2 separate regions of the Mus musculus genome follow, and region 2 is linked to region 1. Evidence: chromatin contacts called from public HiChIP or PLAC-seq data. All regions are on one chromosome and are shown on one strand. The core of a region is the stretch at or near the end of the contact, and the rest is flanking DNA. Distances in the headings are between cores, read along the strand shown.

Region 1 (3,735 bases), core at 225-2,724:
AGACACATCAAACACTAGCATCACCGTGAGCTGGATGGTGCCGGATGCCCGGGATGCTGATGAAGCCCAGGGATATATTGTGGAGTTGTGTGGTTCAGACAGCCATCAATGGAGCCCATGTCACGTGGGAACTGTGCCGGGCACCACCTTCACAGCCAAGGGGCTTCGGCCGCAAGAAGGCTACTTTGTGCGGGTGACAGCAGTTAATGATGGGGGCCGGAGCCAGGCCACTTCCCTGGACACATTGGTTCATGCCATGCCGGCCACTGGTGAGTGACACCTCCTTTCCCCACCATGAATCCTACAGACCCTTCCTGAGAGGCACTGCTATGCAGTCATCAGTTGCCTTCTTAACAGAGGGGTGGCAGGGAGCACTGAGCTAAGCGGACCCCTTTTAGAAATGTGTTCTCATTACAGCTCCAGGGATGACCACAAAGGCCCGAGATGCTTCACCCAGGGTCTCCCCATTGTTATGACACAGAACCATGATTTAAAACAAGTGACTCCGAGGAGTGGGCACTGCTTGGTTTGAGACAGCACATCCCCCAGCTCCCTGTTACCGCAAGGCAGATTGTGTTTCCCTTTGGGACTTAATCACTAGAAGCAGATCCTTTCTCTTTGCGAGCCATACCAATCCTCTCTAGTTGTCACTGTGACAATAAGGAGACAATAAAAAGCCAAGAGCTCCTGAGTCCAGAATCTTAGATTCTTGTCCTGGCTCTGATCTTCAATGGATGTCACCCCATTAAAAGATGTCACCCACCCTTCCCGGATAGCAACTTTGATTGTCCCACAAGACTGTCCCTGTCTCCCAGCCTTTTTTCTCCAACACACCCTTCCAAGCACTCTCTGTCAGGCCATTGGTTCAGCCTTCGATCTGCATCCTAGGTGAGCTAGCTGCTCACTGTGGAGGGAGGTGACAAGCCATCTTGTGTGTTCTAGTCTGTCCCAGGTTCCTCATGGACTCCGGCACAAAGGATACCCTGATGGTCAGGGTTGGGGACAGTATTCGCGTTCCTCTCTCCTTTGAAGTGAGTAGACCTGAAGCAGTGTGTGGCAGGCATGGGGGGGGGGTGTCACTGAGCAACCAGGAAACTAGACGATCGTGGAGTGTTCCTTCTTCTTCCTTATTATTCTTTAACCTTAGTCATAGACTTTGACTTGTCTCCTAAATAAGGTCCAATGTGAGGTGGGTAGGGAGGAAAATGGTTTTTGAAGCCAAGCTTGTATTTGGCCTCATGCTGCTGAGTGAACAGGGGTTACACACCCCTCTAGTGGTCACTTCAAATATTACACCTCCAAATTAGACCATCTCCTCTCCCCTTCTTAGTCCCAGAACTGAGGGAGCCGGCAAGGTAGATAATCATTTTTGCCTTTAGAATATATTTTTGTGCAAGTGAATGATCAGAGTCTGACTCAGGATGGTCCCCAGCCAATGTCAACACCACACAACTCTCCGTACAGTCACTAGTGTGGTAGTAAACACAGATTGCCTGATGCCGTCACCGCTCACTAATTTGACTCCTCATCTCTCACATGGTACTGAGTTCTTCAGTCTCTTACCAAAGAGACTAAGCTTACCAAAGGGCTGAGAAAGTGGTGGTAGCAACCTGGATGCTGTGCTCTGTGCTTTCCGCGCATCGTTGATGCCTAAATCCTTAGGACACCCCCATAGGCAACTTACTATTAGCATTCTCAGGTGCACACGATGGGGGTCCCATAGGCAGTGGGTAGCATCATCATCCCGCAGCTGAAGAGAGTTCTCACTGTTACATTATAGGCCTGACACTCAGATACAGATAAATCTTTTTTAAAGATTTATTTATTTATTTTTATGTAAATCAGTATATGGTTGTAAACCATCATGTGGTTGCTGGGAATCAAACTCAGGACCTCTGCTATTTGTCACTGTCTTCAGACGCACCAGAAGAGGGTGTCAGATCTCATTATGGGTGGTTGTGACCCACCATGTGGTTGCTGGGATTTGAACTCAGGACCTTCAGAAGAGCAGTCAGTGATTTTTTTTTTTTTTGAGACAGGGTTTCTCTGTGTAGCCCTAGCTGTCCTGGAACTCACTTTGTAGACCAGGCTGGCCTCGAACTCAGAAATTCGCCTGCCTCTGCCTCTGCCTCCCAAGTGCTGGGATTAAAGGCGTGAGCCACCTGCTCTTAACCAGCCCTGCCAGCTCCTTTCCTAAGCCTGCCACTCTCCTCTCCTCTCCAGTCACCACAGTTCCAGGCCAGATGCATAGTCTACTTCCTGCAGCCTCTCTCTATTGCAGGAACTCCCGAGACACCCCTAGCTTGCCTTGGGGGGAAGGAATACTCTCGTCCCAATGAGTCTCTTCTCACTCCCACCAAGTACGCTCATGTAAATCCAGAACTAGCTGCACTGTCCTAACTGCAGCACCTCGCTCAGTGAAGTCTAGATGTCTGCGTGGGGGTGAGGCTGAGGGCCAGAACCGTTTTACTGAGCCTCCCAGCTAAGCCTCTCTTCCTATCCCAGCATCCTTCCATACCTACCAGCTAGCCCCACACATCGCTACCTCCCTGAGAGCCTATTCCTCGTTGATCCCCATGTGCTCAGGCGCATCTCTTCCTGCCTAGAATGGTCCTTCTTGCCCTTCTACACTGGGCCCAGCTTATATACTTTTTCTTTTACAAAATTTCCTCCATGGAGAGCAAAGGTCAGGGAGGAAGCAATCACAAAGAACAGGAGCAAGAGGGTGACGGCCTTAAGGGAAGAAAGAAAAAATCAGCATGCTTTTTCGAGCGCACTCGAGTGCGTGCCTGTGTGCATGCGTGTGTGTGTGTGTGTGTGTGTGTGTGTGTGTGTGTGTGTGCGCGTGCGTGCATGCACGAGTGTGTGTGAGAGAGAATTGTGTACAATGAAAGCAGAAGGACTATAGCAGTGAATATCAGGAAGATTCAGTGATACATACACAATAAAATGTCATCAATAAGCCTATTATTTTATATGCTAACTACATAATTTATTTGAACAGACACTTTAAAAAAACAAATGAACAAACAAAAAACCTTCCTCTTCTCAATTTGAGCTTGCCCTTGGTTCTCAGGCTGCCCCCATGCCTGAGGTGACCTGGCTGAAGGACGGCTTGCCCTTGCCCAAAAGAAGTGTGACCACTGTGAAGGCTGGCCTCACGCAGCTTCTGATCCCTGCAGCTAGCCTCTCGGACTGTGGCCGATACACCGTGATGCTGAGGAACCTACAGGGGAAGGAAGCTACCCACAGCTTCTTCATCAATGTAGCAGGTGAGGCCGCTCAGCCAGGGAGCTCTCACCAGGGTGTGAAGGCTGCATCTGTCCTGGGCGTAGCTCCTTGTGCTGAGTGTGCAAGGTGACCACACTGTTGAGCCTACACACTTCAAGGCTCAGAGGCCAGGTAGAAGGAGAGTCCCTGAAAGCCCCGATGTTCTGACCTATGAACTTAAAGATACCACACCCTTACCTCTTATCTGTGGGGGTGTTTGTTTGTTTTTGTTTGTTTTGAGTCCAAGAGCAAAAATGGCCCCCAGCATTGCGTCACTAAAGGATACCATGGGGAGAATCTGCCCACGACCCTGGTGCAAGTTAAGATTGTCCCTTCCCTGGAATGACTCTCGTTCCCAGCCTGGAATGTTCAGAAATGCAGGAAGACTAACCGCAGGCATTTGTGATTTGATTTTATGAAAACTCTAACTTCTGTCCCTGTCCCATCATTTTATCTATTAAAAAG
Region 2 (3,761 bases), core at 31-2,530, 92 kb before region 1:
GAATCACAAAATTCAACAATCCCTTTTTATTTAGTCCTTGATGTAAACACAATGTCAGTGGACCCTAGAAGCTTACAAGTCTTGGGGTGGGGGAGGCGTTAAGTCCAGAAGAGACTGAAGGGTGGGAGAGGGGAGGTGATCACTCGCTGTCAAGGAAGCCAATGGGCACCAGCGACCTCTCCCTCCCTCTCTCTCTCTCTCTCTCTCTCTCTCTCTCTCTCTCTCTCTCTCTCTCTCTCTCTCTCACACACACACACACACACACACACACACACACACACACACACACTTCCCCTAAGTCTGTCAGCTCCAGGGTGCTGAATGCAAGCAGCTGCCTGTCTTCACTTCCCTCGTCCCTCCCTCAGAATTCCTGCTCTTTAGAGGCCATCAAGCTCCTCGCTAGTATTTGAGGCCATCTTGTGGAAGGTTCAGGCATAACAGAAAGTGTGGCTGACTTCCAGGGGACTTGGTGTGGTGGACAGCAGAGCTTCGCTGAGGCTGGTCCAGGAGCTGTCCAGGGCTCTGCTCCTCACCGCAGACATCAGCTCCTGGGATCCGTATCTCGCCATCTCTACCCCAGGCCCTCACATCTGGCTCAAGTGGGTGGAGGTGGGATCACAGACCTCGAACACCACTGTTCTTTGTCCCGCACAGATGACCCAGAAGCCCCCAAAGCTGTTCCCTAGAGGGGCAAGTCCAGGCCTCTGGCCAGATCAAAGGCTGGGTTCCTCCGACTCCAAAAAAGGCGACGAGGAAAAGGGGGATCCACTGGACTCGGCCACCAAGGAAGAGGGCTGCGGCACGTTGCTGTGGCCCGTGTGGGCGGGCGGCGGGGAGGTGGCGGGAGGTGGCGCGCCGTCGGGGGTGGCGCTCAACAGCTCCTGCAGGTACTTGATGTAGCGGATGGCGGCGCGCAGTGTCTCCACCTTGCTGAGCCGCTTCTCAGTCAGGGCGCCGGGGAGGTGGCCGCGGAGGCGCGCGTAGCCCTCATTCACGCACTTGACGCGCTGCCGCTCTCGCTCGTTGCGCTTCTGGATGAAGGCAGGCTCGAACGGGTAGTCGTAAACCCCGAAGGCGCCGGGAAAGGGCACGTAGGGGAACACCCCAGTGTAGGCGTCGTAGTAAGGCGGCTCGGAGTGGCCGGGGTACAATAGAAAGGGTACGTTGCTCAAGGGTTCGGTGGCTGCCAGCGGCGTCTGTCCAGCAGGGGCCACGACACCTAGCTGCATGCCCCCCGGGGGCCCACGGTCCACCAGAGCTCGGCAGAAGTTACTGTTCATTGTGCCTCGTGGAGCTGGACCCAGAGTGAGGCCCTCTGAAAGGCCTCTGCACGGGCTCTGTGTGGTCCTGACAAAGGGGACAAGTCACATTGCTAGCACTCTGGGGTGCTGCGAGTTGCTAAGGCTTCATTTTGCCTTTTTGGGTTGGCTTGGACTCCTTAATGTGAGTCATAGCTCTGGACAAGTGCAGCAGCTAGCAGAGGCACAGCAGGTATCTGCTGTGGTCGCGCCTGCGGTGACATGTGTTGAGCAATCTGAGCACTTTCTCCCTCTTCCCTGCCTGGTCCTCCTGGACTGAGAGTCTTGCCTCTTCCTGCAGTCCAAGGCCGCCAGCACTGCCCCTGGCTCTAGCTGCGAGCCTCCATGACCAGATTCCCCCAGCGCCCAATTCTTGTTCCTCACTGGATCTTTTTGCAGGATCCCGGATCTGCGGGGGATGTGGGCAGAGGCGGAGAGCCCGTCAGCTCAGCAGAAGAGTTCCCAGAACTTTGCTAAAAGTAGAGAAAAGTGAACATATCACTAAGGAAAGGCCTTTGTGGTACTCCTATCTCCAGAAACAATCAAGAGGAAAGAGGGCGGGGATTTGGAGAACTGTTGGTCTGAGCTCAAATCTAGGGTTCACTCCTCAATAGTCAAGTGACATACATCTTAGAGTCAGAATTCCATATTTGGAGAGACAGAAAACATCCTTTATAGTTCCTAAGATGAGAACCAAAAGAGTACAAACACATTCCAAAGCACCCGGTACTTGGCCTGGCAGATAACGGCAGCCATTAATATCATTTCCTCTGAGAATTCAGATCATCTCCTCAAGGCTACCTTCCAGGGCCTGACAACTAAAACTTGAGACAGTCTACTGGGACAGGGGGTTTAGAGAGATGGCTTTGTGATTAAAAGCAGGTACTGCTTTTTACAGAGGACTGGGTTTCCAGCAGCCAGGAGCTCACAACTGCCTGTAACACTCACTATAGAGGATCAGAGTCCCTTTGCTTCCAAGAGCACTGTGTCCACCTGCACATATCCATACAGAGACACATTTAACTGTAATACCATTGTTTAACGGAGCTAATCGAACTAGCAGGAGGAGTTGGAGCAACTATCTCAAGTTAGCCCAAGCCCCTCTCTGGTGAATGAAAGATAACCCTGATTACAAAGCCCTGGGGGTTAGCTATTTCAAAGCTTCCTGCCCCGCAGACTGTTGTCACCTTCCCCTTCCCTGTCCCAGGTCACATGGGTCCAGGAGGACATATGGGTCTCAAACCCTCTTGGCTTTCTCCTCTATGGCACCTTACAAGGTGTCTTCTTTTTTTCTTTTCTTTTCTTTTCTTTTTTCTATCTTTTTCTTTCCCCTTTGGCTTTTGGAGACAGGATTTCTCTGTGTAACCTTCACTGTCCTGGAACTCACTCTGTACCTGGCCAAGCTGAGCCATGTCCCTAGTATGTAATAGATGCTTCATAAATCCTGTCTGAATAACCAAGAAAGAGGATTAGGCCAAAAACTGGGTTTGCCAGGGTGGGGCATAATTACACGTAGCCATTCCCTGGTTTTAGAAAACTGTTATTTAGGAAATAATTGGTCTGTGTTGAGTTTAAGTGCTGCCAGAGCTCATCAGCTGTGCATATCAGATTTGAGCACTATGCCCTGCCTCTCTGGCCCTGCTCCCTGTCCCCGTGTGTGTTCACAGTGTTCGTAAGTGTCCTTGGAGTGCTCGTAGCTCTGTTCTTCGTTCTACTCTTTGAGGACGATGCTCAGAGTTTACTGATGGGTGAGTAGTCGACCTGCATTGAGAGAGTGGGGGCATCCCGAGGTCTTGGCTGTGGTTCAGCCTTGTCTATCTGGCAGAAAAGAGCCAGTCCTCTCCCTGCCTGAGAAGCCGGTGGCAACCTCAGATTTTTGAGTGTCCTCTATACCCTCCCGCAACAAACCAACAAGGATCCAAAGTCTCAGAGTCTCACACTTGCTAGAAGGTGGAAGCTGACGTATGAATCATCAGGACTAAAATTCTTATCTTCCCGCTCTTTGTAGCTGACCTCTAGAGCCTCCCACCAATGGTAGTTTTGACATATAATAAGAGTCAGCTTTGGCAAGATTCTAGCTCTCCTGGTGGGGCTCCCAGGCCCCAGCCTGTGCTGTCCAGGTTGAGTATCTGAGAATTTACTCAGGACGTGAATCCCAGTGGGCAGGGCTAAAGCTTTTTCTTTTAAAGCTAAAGTCCCTCACACCATGCTGGGCACATAAAGATTGTTCAAGATACTTGCCAGGATTGTTCTGTGTCTTTAACTTTTTGAAATAGAGACTTGATTGCTTATATTTGATCTGACAGAGGGCAGAAGTTTATTTGTATTAATGACAATTTTAGGAACACAATTTCTCATGATTGATTCAACATGAGAACTTATTTTTAAAATAAATAGTGCATGCATTAGCATTTTTTTTTGTTTTTTGGGGTTTTTTTTTTTTTTGGTATGTAACTATTCAGA

The links. HiChIP or PLAC-seq counts read pairs in DNA pulled down with a chosen protein or histone mark.
Region 2: a contact with region 1 is called in an HNF4G HiChIP or PLAC-seq map of pancreatic cancer cells. The contact joins the promoter of Ascl5 here to the enhancer-like site in region 1. A contact is called at or near these places in 19 of 39 promoter capture datasets (the 3T3-L1 cell line, 3T3-L1-derived adipocytes, the HPC-7 cell line and 12 more), 4 of 15 datasets of contacts at CTCF or cohesin (the G1E-ER4 cell line, the NIH/3T3 cell line and pro-B cells), 76 of 484 Hi-C or Micro-C datasets (the 3T3-L1 cell line, 3T3-L1-derived adipocytes, B cells and 47 more), 5 of 115 datasets of contacts at active chromatin or transcription factors (the 3134 cell line, craniofacial prominence, intestinal villus epithelium and 2 more) and 3 of 9 other capture datasets (adipose tissue, embryonic stem cells and pancreatic islet).

Annotation. Positions count from the first base shown.
Region 1 is chr1:135,956,235-135,959,969 of GRCm38.p6, reverse strand. It overlaps Igfn1 (immunoglobulin-like and fibronectin type III domain containing 1), which reads left to right. Exons shown (of 27, transcript NM_177642.3): 22 at 1-269; 23 at 943-1,031; 24 at 3,077-3,272. Among named protein-coding and RNA genes, the nearest start is that of Pkp1, 39 kb to the right of the region's middle. Within about 2 kb of position 1,474, at least 3 of the 459 cell types and tissues checked have an H3K27ac peak or open chromatin away from gene starts, as enhancers often do. A contact at or near this core is called in pancreatic cancer cells and rod photoreceptor, where this site is marked.
Region 2 is chr1:136,048,323-136,052,083 of GRCm38.p6, reverse strand. Ascl5 (achaete-scute family bHLH transcription factor 5) reads right to left here and starts at 1,280. Exons shown (of 1, transcript NM_001270609.1): 1 at 714-1,280. The coding sequence starts at 1,280. The coding sequence ends at 714.